Linked DNA regions of Mus musculus: region 2 is linked to region 1. Evidence: chromatin contacts called from public promoter capture Hi-C data. All regions are on one chromosome and are shown on one strand. The core of a region is the stretch at or near the end of the contact, and the rest is flanking DNA. Distances in the headings are between cores, read along the strand shown.

Region 1 (4,082 bases), core at 555-3,054:
GTCCTTTGATGCATGCACACACACATGCATACACATATACACATGAGTGCAGGGGACACAGACATAGAGACAGACACACATACATAAATAGATGAATTAAGAATTAGAAGGGCTGGAGAGATGGCTCAGCGGTTAAGAGCACTGACTGCTCTTCCTGAAGGTCTTGAGTTCAAATCCCAGAACCCACATGGTGGCTCACAACCATCTGTAATGAGATCTGACTCCCTTCTCTGTTCCTCTGTTCGCTGTCTGAAGACAGCTAAGTGTACTTACAAAGAACAATACATCTTTAGAGTGTGTGTGTGTATGTATGTATATACACACACACACACACACACATATATATGTATATATGTATGTGTATATGTATATATATGAATGAATTAAAACAGCCTTCCATAATGTCACACATGCCTAAAATTCCAGCACTGGAAAGCAAAAGGCTTGTGAGTTCAAGGCCAGTCTAGTCTACATAGGAAGCTGCATCCAGAGCTACATAGAAGTACCTGGCCTCAAAAATCAAAATAAAATGGGCATTTCAAAAGCTGGCAAAGAACTGGGGCTTTTTATTTTTTAATAATTAGTAAGTTAATCCACTTACATTTTTCTTCTGTTAACTGTTTTAGCACTTCACCTACAATCTGGAAAAGAAAAAAGGGGCATTACCTTTTGCCAATAGCTTAGAAATGGCAACATACTTTCAAACTTTATCACCTACCTGTCCAACACTTTGTAGTGCCTTCAAATCATTTTCAGACTTTTCATACTGCTTGGTAAGTTCTTTTAATTGTTCCCTTACTGAAATAATAAAATTTTGACATTTTAAATTAAACAACTGCATAAAATTTTTTACTTAGGTCTCTTTTACCTTAGGTTTCAAACCTACTGTTTCAAACCACAAAATAAGATTTTTTTTTCCAGTTTGTAGTGGATAGGTGGCATGTTTTAAAATGAAATGTAACAGAGAAAGTATCATATCTATTTTCTTGGTAGGAAATATTTTTAAGTTACATTTTTAACCGATAGTGACATCCTGCCACCTTCAGATTTGCTACAAAACTAAACGATAAGGTGAATCAAGCCTCCCATAGCTACACTAAGATCACCTGGCTTACTCTGGTTGTCCATACTAAATTAAGTCAACCAACGCAATTCTTCACCGAATCCTAGGCTGCGGTATTCTCTCATTTAATTAAATCACGCAGGGTTTTCAAAACGTGAATGTTCAGGGTATACAGAAAACTTGGTACTCAGTATGACGCCTGAGGGAAGACGAGAAAGGCTATTACAACCACTGAGCCCCCTTCTACCCCAAGTACAAGCCGCCTCCGTGAGTCCCGCGTCCGGCTGGAGCTTCTTTGACTCAAGCGTCCTCCCATCCCCGGGTCCCGAGACTCCAAGCCTGCCTTCCTGCACCCGGAATATGTCCCCAGCCCACTTGTACCTCACTCCTCTAATCTTCCCCTCTTCCACCTCAGAACTGTGGCTGTTCTCTATGCCACCGGACTGGGACTGGGGCCATACCCACGGCCGAGGCGGTGCTGCACCCCAGCGCGGGGCGGGATGACAAAGCGCCTCGTCCCTGGACTCGGGCCTTCCCAAGCCAGGCGCTGTTTTCGGGCTCAGCCGAAGCCTCCGCTCTATCAGAGACCGAAGCCGGTCCAGGCACTAGAGAGTGTGTCAAGGCTCACTCACGCTCCTTAAGACGGCCGTCAATCTCCTTGTGCTCTAGCAGCTTCTTGCGATAGTCCTGAAGCGCCTTATCTCTAGGGTCCGCCATGATGAGAAGCCGTCGCTCATAGGGGATGCCGGGAAGGGCCATGGCAGCCCGGGCGGGGGAGGGGGCGGGGCGAGGGCGCAGAGGCGGCCTGGGGCGGGACCGTGACTGGCTCCGCCCCTTCCGGCTGGCCCGCCTCTGGCTCCGGGCGCCGAAGTCAGTCACCTAGAGCGGCAGAAAGCCTCGAAAGCGCAGAAGATCGTCTCCGGTCACACTGTCCCCTGCAGGCCAGAGTGAGCAATGCCTGACTTAGCTACTGGCTGGCTCAATATTAAGTCACTGCTTTCTTAGAACGCCAAAGGATCTGTAATAAACTGAAAAGCAAGAGGAAATGACAAGATTTTTTTTTTTTTGAGACAGTGTCTTGTAATCCACACTGCCTTAGCACTCATTCTGCAGCGCTGGGCTTGAACTCTGGTCCTCCCCCCCCCCACCACCGGCTTCCTAGTGGAATTACAGGCAAACTCGAACATTCAGTATGTGCTGTGTGGAAATCGAATTCAGAGTCTCCGGCATGCTAAGCAAGAGCTTTCCCAACTGAGTCACATTTTCAAATTCAGCCTTTTTCTTTCCCAAATTATTTATTTTTATTTATGTGTTTATGTGTGTGCCTTAGTGTATACCTTAGGAGGGCAAGTGCTCACAGAAGCCAGTAGAGGGCATCGGATTTCTTGGCTCTGGAGTTACAAGCAGCTATGATTTAAAAAAAAAAATCTTATTTATTTTATGCATATAAATATCTTGCCTGCATGTATGTGTGTGCAGCACGTGTGTGCCTGGTGCTGGAGGAGGTCAGAAAAAACCACATGATTCCCCTGAAACTGGAATTATAGACGGTTGTGAGCCTCTATGTGGATACTGGGAACCGAACCCAGATCCTCTCCAAGAGCAACAAGTACGAATACCCTTTGAGCTATCTCTCTAGGCTCAGTGACTGTGTTCTTTTAAATTATTATTGACAGGCTGGGAGTGTACCTTTGGTAGAGTATTTGCCTAGCACACAGAAGCCCTGAGTTTATTAACCCCCAGCACCCTAAAACTGAATGAATGCACTCCACAAACACACAGAGATCTTTAGGAAGAGCCGGAAGCTCACATAACCAGTAAACCACTTTCCAGCCCAAAGATGCAGCCTTTTGATATCAATTGCATGAGCATAAGTAGGAAATTTTCAGTTACCCAATAAAGCACTGACCTGCTTGTAATCAGAATATTAGAAAATATTCTAACATGTAATAAGGAAATTAGAAATGATTTGAATAGGGGCCAGAGAGATGGTTCAGTGGGCAAAGGCGCGCTTGTCATGGAAGCCAGGTGACCTGAATTGGATTCATGGGACCCACTCAAAGTTGGCATGAGGTCCACATGCACAGATGCATAAATGATAATAAATCATAAAAATACCTTAATGTAGTAAATGCTACAATTGAAATAAAAGGATATTGTGGGATAAGGAGGAGAATAAATTTTGAACATGTCTGAGAGCAGAAGGGGCCCCATTATGCCACCACGTGGAGAGCCTTCTGAAGAGATTAAACAGCAAGTGCATGATTCTAAGGTAGCAAAGAGTTTGTCTCACTTCTATCAGAGAAAGGAGGCCAGCAGAACTGGAAGGAAATGGGCTAGAGATGTAGAACACAAGATAAAGTTTCTGCAGCGACCAAGGTAGGAACTTTGAAGTCTGCTAGGACTATCTCAGATCTCTGTGGTGGAGGGGTGGTGATATCTTGATGTCTTCATAAAATCAGCATAATTGTACATATGTAAAAAGGTTGTCATGGGTATTAAATAGACAATATAACTAAAGATGTTAATCCAAAATGTGGCATATGGTAATTGTATTCTTTTAAATTGTTATTCTCATGCTGGGAGTATAACATTGGTAGAATACTTGCCTAACGTACAGCTGAGTTTAACTCCCAGCACCCTAAAAAAAAATGAATATGCTTTACAAATACATGTACAGTTATGTGAATTAATGCCTAAAGTGACAGTCTTCCAAATTTTCTTGGAGAAAATGGTGTGGTTATTATGTGAATTTTCTGTTGTATTTTTTTTTTCTAAAACTGGCTTTTGAAGGAGACAATAAGTAAATAAAGTGACAGGGAGTGTCCTTTCTCCCACACTATTTTGATCAAGTGAGTAGGTTCATACCAATATATATCAATTCTGACATCAAGAAGAAAAGACAAGGCAGAATATAAAAGGCAGTCCAATTTATATGGCTCAGCAAAAATATATGCACGCAGAGGCTGGAGAGATAACTTAGCTGTTAAGAGCACAGGTTACTCTTCCAGAAGACCTG
Region 2 (4,082 bases), core at 554-3,053, about 15 Mb before region 1:
TATGATAATTTGAATGTATCTTCTGAAGCTTTCTTTCTTTCTTTCTTTCTTTCTTTTTTTTTTTGCACAAGCTTTTATTAGAGTCAGGTTGAGATTTTTCAGTAATTTTTGAATTTTAAAGTCACAGATTTACAGAATTACTGAAAGTATTCCATATGCCCACAGTTTTTCTGGTCATAGACATATATTAGTCTCTACTATATTTTAAAATAATCATCCTTTCTCACTGACCTTATGAGTCCTCAGAGCCAGACATGTAGCTCTTGCTAATTTTATGTTGGTATTTTCAAGTTTTGGAGCCTTTCAATAAAAATCTGGGTTCCTCTTAGGTTTTTTGTTTTTGTTTTTTTTTTTCCAGTTAAAAGGAAAGTTTACTGGGACATTCATGCCACTACTGCACCAATAAAGATATCTTGCCAGGTTACTCCTTATTGTAGTTTGCATGGCTCATGGCTGACATGACATCATGTGCCAAACACACCTTTTGACGTCATCTAACTTTTGTGACCTGCCAAAGGGAAATGGCGAGGAACAGAGTTTTCATCACTATGAGTATTTGGGGGAGAGGACAGGGCTCTACAATGAATCTGGAGGGTGTTCCGGTTCAGCCAACTGCAGGTAGCAATGCTCAAGGTCAACACAAAACAAGTGCTGAATTGTGGGGGAGCTGTGAGAAAAGAAGTGCCAAGGATTTGTCATATAAAGGGCACTGAGGGCCAGACTCAGAGACCGTTGGGCTTTTGTTCGAATCACTACCATGGGGAGGATTGTGCTTTAGCATAAATCTGAGGGGTCTGATGATGGGATCAATTTCATCGAACAAAACTTGGCAGCTGGTCAACGCACTTGCAGGAATAGTATGCCAATTCCTGCCAGAGAATTAAAGAACCATGATATGATGGCAGTGTCCCCAGACCACCGCTAAGAAGCATTTCTTGGTGCCCACGTTGCTCCGGGTGCCCGTACATTCTAATTTACATCCCTCTGGGTTTTTTTTTTTTTTCAGATTTATTTATTTTATGTATGAGTGCACTGTAGCTGTCTTCAGACACACCAGAAGAGGACATCAGATCCCTTTACAGATGGTTGTGAGCCACCATGTGGTTGCTAGGAAATTGAACTCAGGATCTCTGGAAGAGCAGTCGGTGCTGAGCCAGCTCTCCAGCCAGATCGCTCATCCCTGTCCTTACACTTTCCAATTCGCAGTTCCTCTCGTAAATACCCCAAGTTATGGGAAAGCCACATAGCCAGGAAGCAGTCTTCAGGGAAGGTCCCCAAGAACGGCACCCATCCCATTCACCGTCCACTAGGATTTGGGGCACAGTGTCCTGACCTCAGACTCGGAGGCAGAGGAGCCTGGCAGTGTCACGCCGCCCCGCTGAACCCTCCGTGCAGGAAGCACAAGCGTGCAGTACCATGGGGTGCTGACCGGAAGCGTGTGCGACTTAAAACCCGTACATTTCTGGACCCTCAAAAGGTAGACACCCTCTTTTTTTCTCGGGTGCAGCGACACCCAAATGAAACTCAGACGTCCCCTTGGAGGAATGTGAGGTGACGACCAAGGTCTTCTCCAACTCTAGAACTCTACGCATGGCTTTTGACAGGAGGCCGGACCGAAGCCGCACTCCAGGGCCTTCATTCAGGAAGTAAAGCACGAAATCCCGCGAGACTCTCCGGGCACTTCAGGGGCTTAGCGCTTTAAGCGAGTAGGCGGGGCGCCCACCTTACCTCATCCGCCCGGCCTCACACGAGTACCGCTTCCACTCCGATCCCAGGGTTCCCTGCGCGGCGGGCGCGCTTCTAGTGCGTTCGGCGCGCGGGCGGTGTCGCGCATGCGTTCGCCTGTGGCTCCGCCCACTCCGCCCTCGCCTTGCCGCACCGCCGCTTGGGGTTGTTTCCCACCCGGTACCCGCTGGGCACCAGCTATGTGGCACGTCCCTCTTCGGCAGTGAAGGGACAGAAGCGTCCTAGGCCTCTCCACCCTAGCTGACGCCTTCGCGCCAAGGGCCGCCATGGCCACGGGGTTCTCCTTCGGGTCTGGGACCCTCGGCTCCACCACTGTGGCCCCCGGCGGGACCGGAGCGGGCAGCGGCTTCTCCTTCGGGACCGTCGCGTCTAGGTAATGGTGCCGCCTAGCAGGGGACCCTGGTGCTTCCCCGCGGAGGTCTGCACATCGAGGCCTGCCTTCAGGCTGCTAGGCTTCCCTACGAGCCGCGCAGTGGGCTGTGGACCCCTGCCGCCGAGGCTCTGCAGTCCCCGGTCGCGCCGCGACGACGCGGAGTGGGCCCGACTGCGGGAAGCGGCCTGGAGTCGCGGCTACGCCTACGCGACCCCTCGGGTTCAGGGATAGAATGAGTGTTGAATGAATGACAGCTTGTTGCTGGCTTTTAGGAACAGAAAAATAGGTAGGATGTAAGTTAAAAAAAATATCCCCGGGTGGTTTAGATTTCGGTTTTGAACGTTACGATGCATTGGATTTATGATTTTTTGTTTGTTTCAAGCCTTTGTGCCACAGGACCCCCTTCTGTCTTTTTAACATTTTTATGGCATGTATTGTATCATAGTTATTTTGTGCCCTATACAGATTAGCATAGCATCGCAAAGCATTTTGTGTTATAACCATCCACCACATGATCTTTTCCGTTCACTGCAAGCTTAAGTGGTATATTCTTCAGTTTGTGTAATAGATTCCGGTAGTGACAGATGAGTAGCTAGGGATTCCAAAAAGCTATTTCACTGAAAGCATTAATCACTCAGACTCGGCCTTTGGTAAAGAGTTGATCAAATGAGGAAATGTGTACTCGAAGGACAGGTATCTCCCGAGGCATAACAAGACCTATAGGCTTAATGTCTCAAAGAAAGCTCGCTCTCTCTCTCTCTCTCTCTCTCTCTCTCTCTCTCTTAACAGCCCCCGTTAGATACAGCAAATCCAAAATAACAGTACAATCAGACTGCCCCAGTTAAGTCCCATTTTTGCATATGCTTTCTTAATCTTCACTACCTATGTTGTCGAGACACAGGCGACGGTGTGCTCTGCTGTCTCTTTTAACTTTCACCTTGTTTTCTTGTGTCATCGATTAACTGGCTTTAGGTTTGTCGTTTTTAATGGTGTATCTTACTTAGTTCTTTTTTTTTTAAAGATTTTAATTATTTTTATTTAATGTGTGTGGGTGTTCTGCTTGCATCTGTGCATCATGGCTGTGCATTGCCCTTAAATACCAGAAGAGTCCGTCAGACACCCCCCCCCCCCAACCACCACCACTACCACACCACACCACACTGGAGTTAAGGCCCACTGTGAGCTACCAAGTTTTAAATTTAAAATGGAGGGATAGTTTGGGAAGTGGTGGTGCACGCCTTTAATCCCAACACTCTGGAAGCAGAGGCAGGCAGATTTCTGAGTTCCAAGCCAGCCTGGTCTACAAAGTGAGTTCCAGGACAGTCAGGGCTACACAGAGAAACCCTGTCTCGAAAAACAAAACAAGACAAAATATATAAATAGTATATATATTATATAAATATATATCATATATTTTATATATATAAAATGAAATAAAGTACTTTTAGTTTTAAGTCATGGGAGACTAACACAACAGAGTACTCCTGCCTTTACTCATCATTTGTAACTGCATTCTAGTTCTTTAAGAAGCTCCTTTGTCACTGTGACACTCTGCTTACTAGACATCGTCTGCTACTTGCCTTCCTATTGAAAGTATTCGTTTTAAGTGTTTAAATTGCAGCTTTCCCCTCTTGGGTTCCTAGGGTGTGCAGAAGACTGAATGACTCTTCTGGCTGACTGTGGGGTTGATAGTTCCTGGACCTAAGCAGCATGATATTCTGACCAGGACTGTGGTTGTCTTAATTTTAGCTAGCAATTGGTTGTTTTTTTAAATCGGAGCTATCTCTCCATCACCTTGCAGGTGGTTGGTGTGCTTGCCCATGCTCGCTTGAGTGCACGCGCTCTCTCGCTTGCTCTCTCTCTCATCTCTCTCTCTCTCTCTCTCTCTCTCTCTCTCTCTCTCTCGTGTGTGTGTGTGTGTGTGTGTGTGTGTGTGTGTGCGCGCGCGCCTGTGTATTTGGTA

Evidence for each region. Promoter capture Hi-C pulls out the DNA fragments that hold promoters and counts their contacts.
Region 2: a contact with region 1 is called in a promoter capture Hi-C map of liver, with 3 times the contacts expected there. The contact joins the promoter of Nupl1 here to the promoter of Psmc6 in region 1. A contact is called at or near these places in 2 of 39 promoter capture datasets (liver and pre-B cells) and 2 of 484 Hi-C or Micro-C datasets (CD4 T cells and uterus).

The regions. Positions count from the first base shown.
Region 1 is chr14:45,327,546-45,331,627 of GRCm38.p6, reverse strand. It overlaps Psmc6 (proteasome (prosome, macropain) 26S subunit, ATPase, 6), which reads right to left and starts at 1,804. Exons shown (of 14, transcript NM_025959.3): 1 at 1,696-1,804; 2 at 719-798; 3 at 602-641. The coding sequence starts at 1,780.
Region 2 is chr14:60,249,200-60,253,281 of GRCm38.p6, reverse strand. Nupl1 (nucleoporin like 1) reads left to right here and starts at 1,803. Exons shown (of 15, transcript NM_170591.2): 1 at 1,803-2,119. The coding sequence starts at 2,013. Gm38641 (a long non-coding RNA gene) reads right to left here and starts at 1,808. Exons shown (of 3, transcript XR_874661.1): 1 at 1,729-1,808.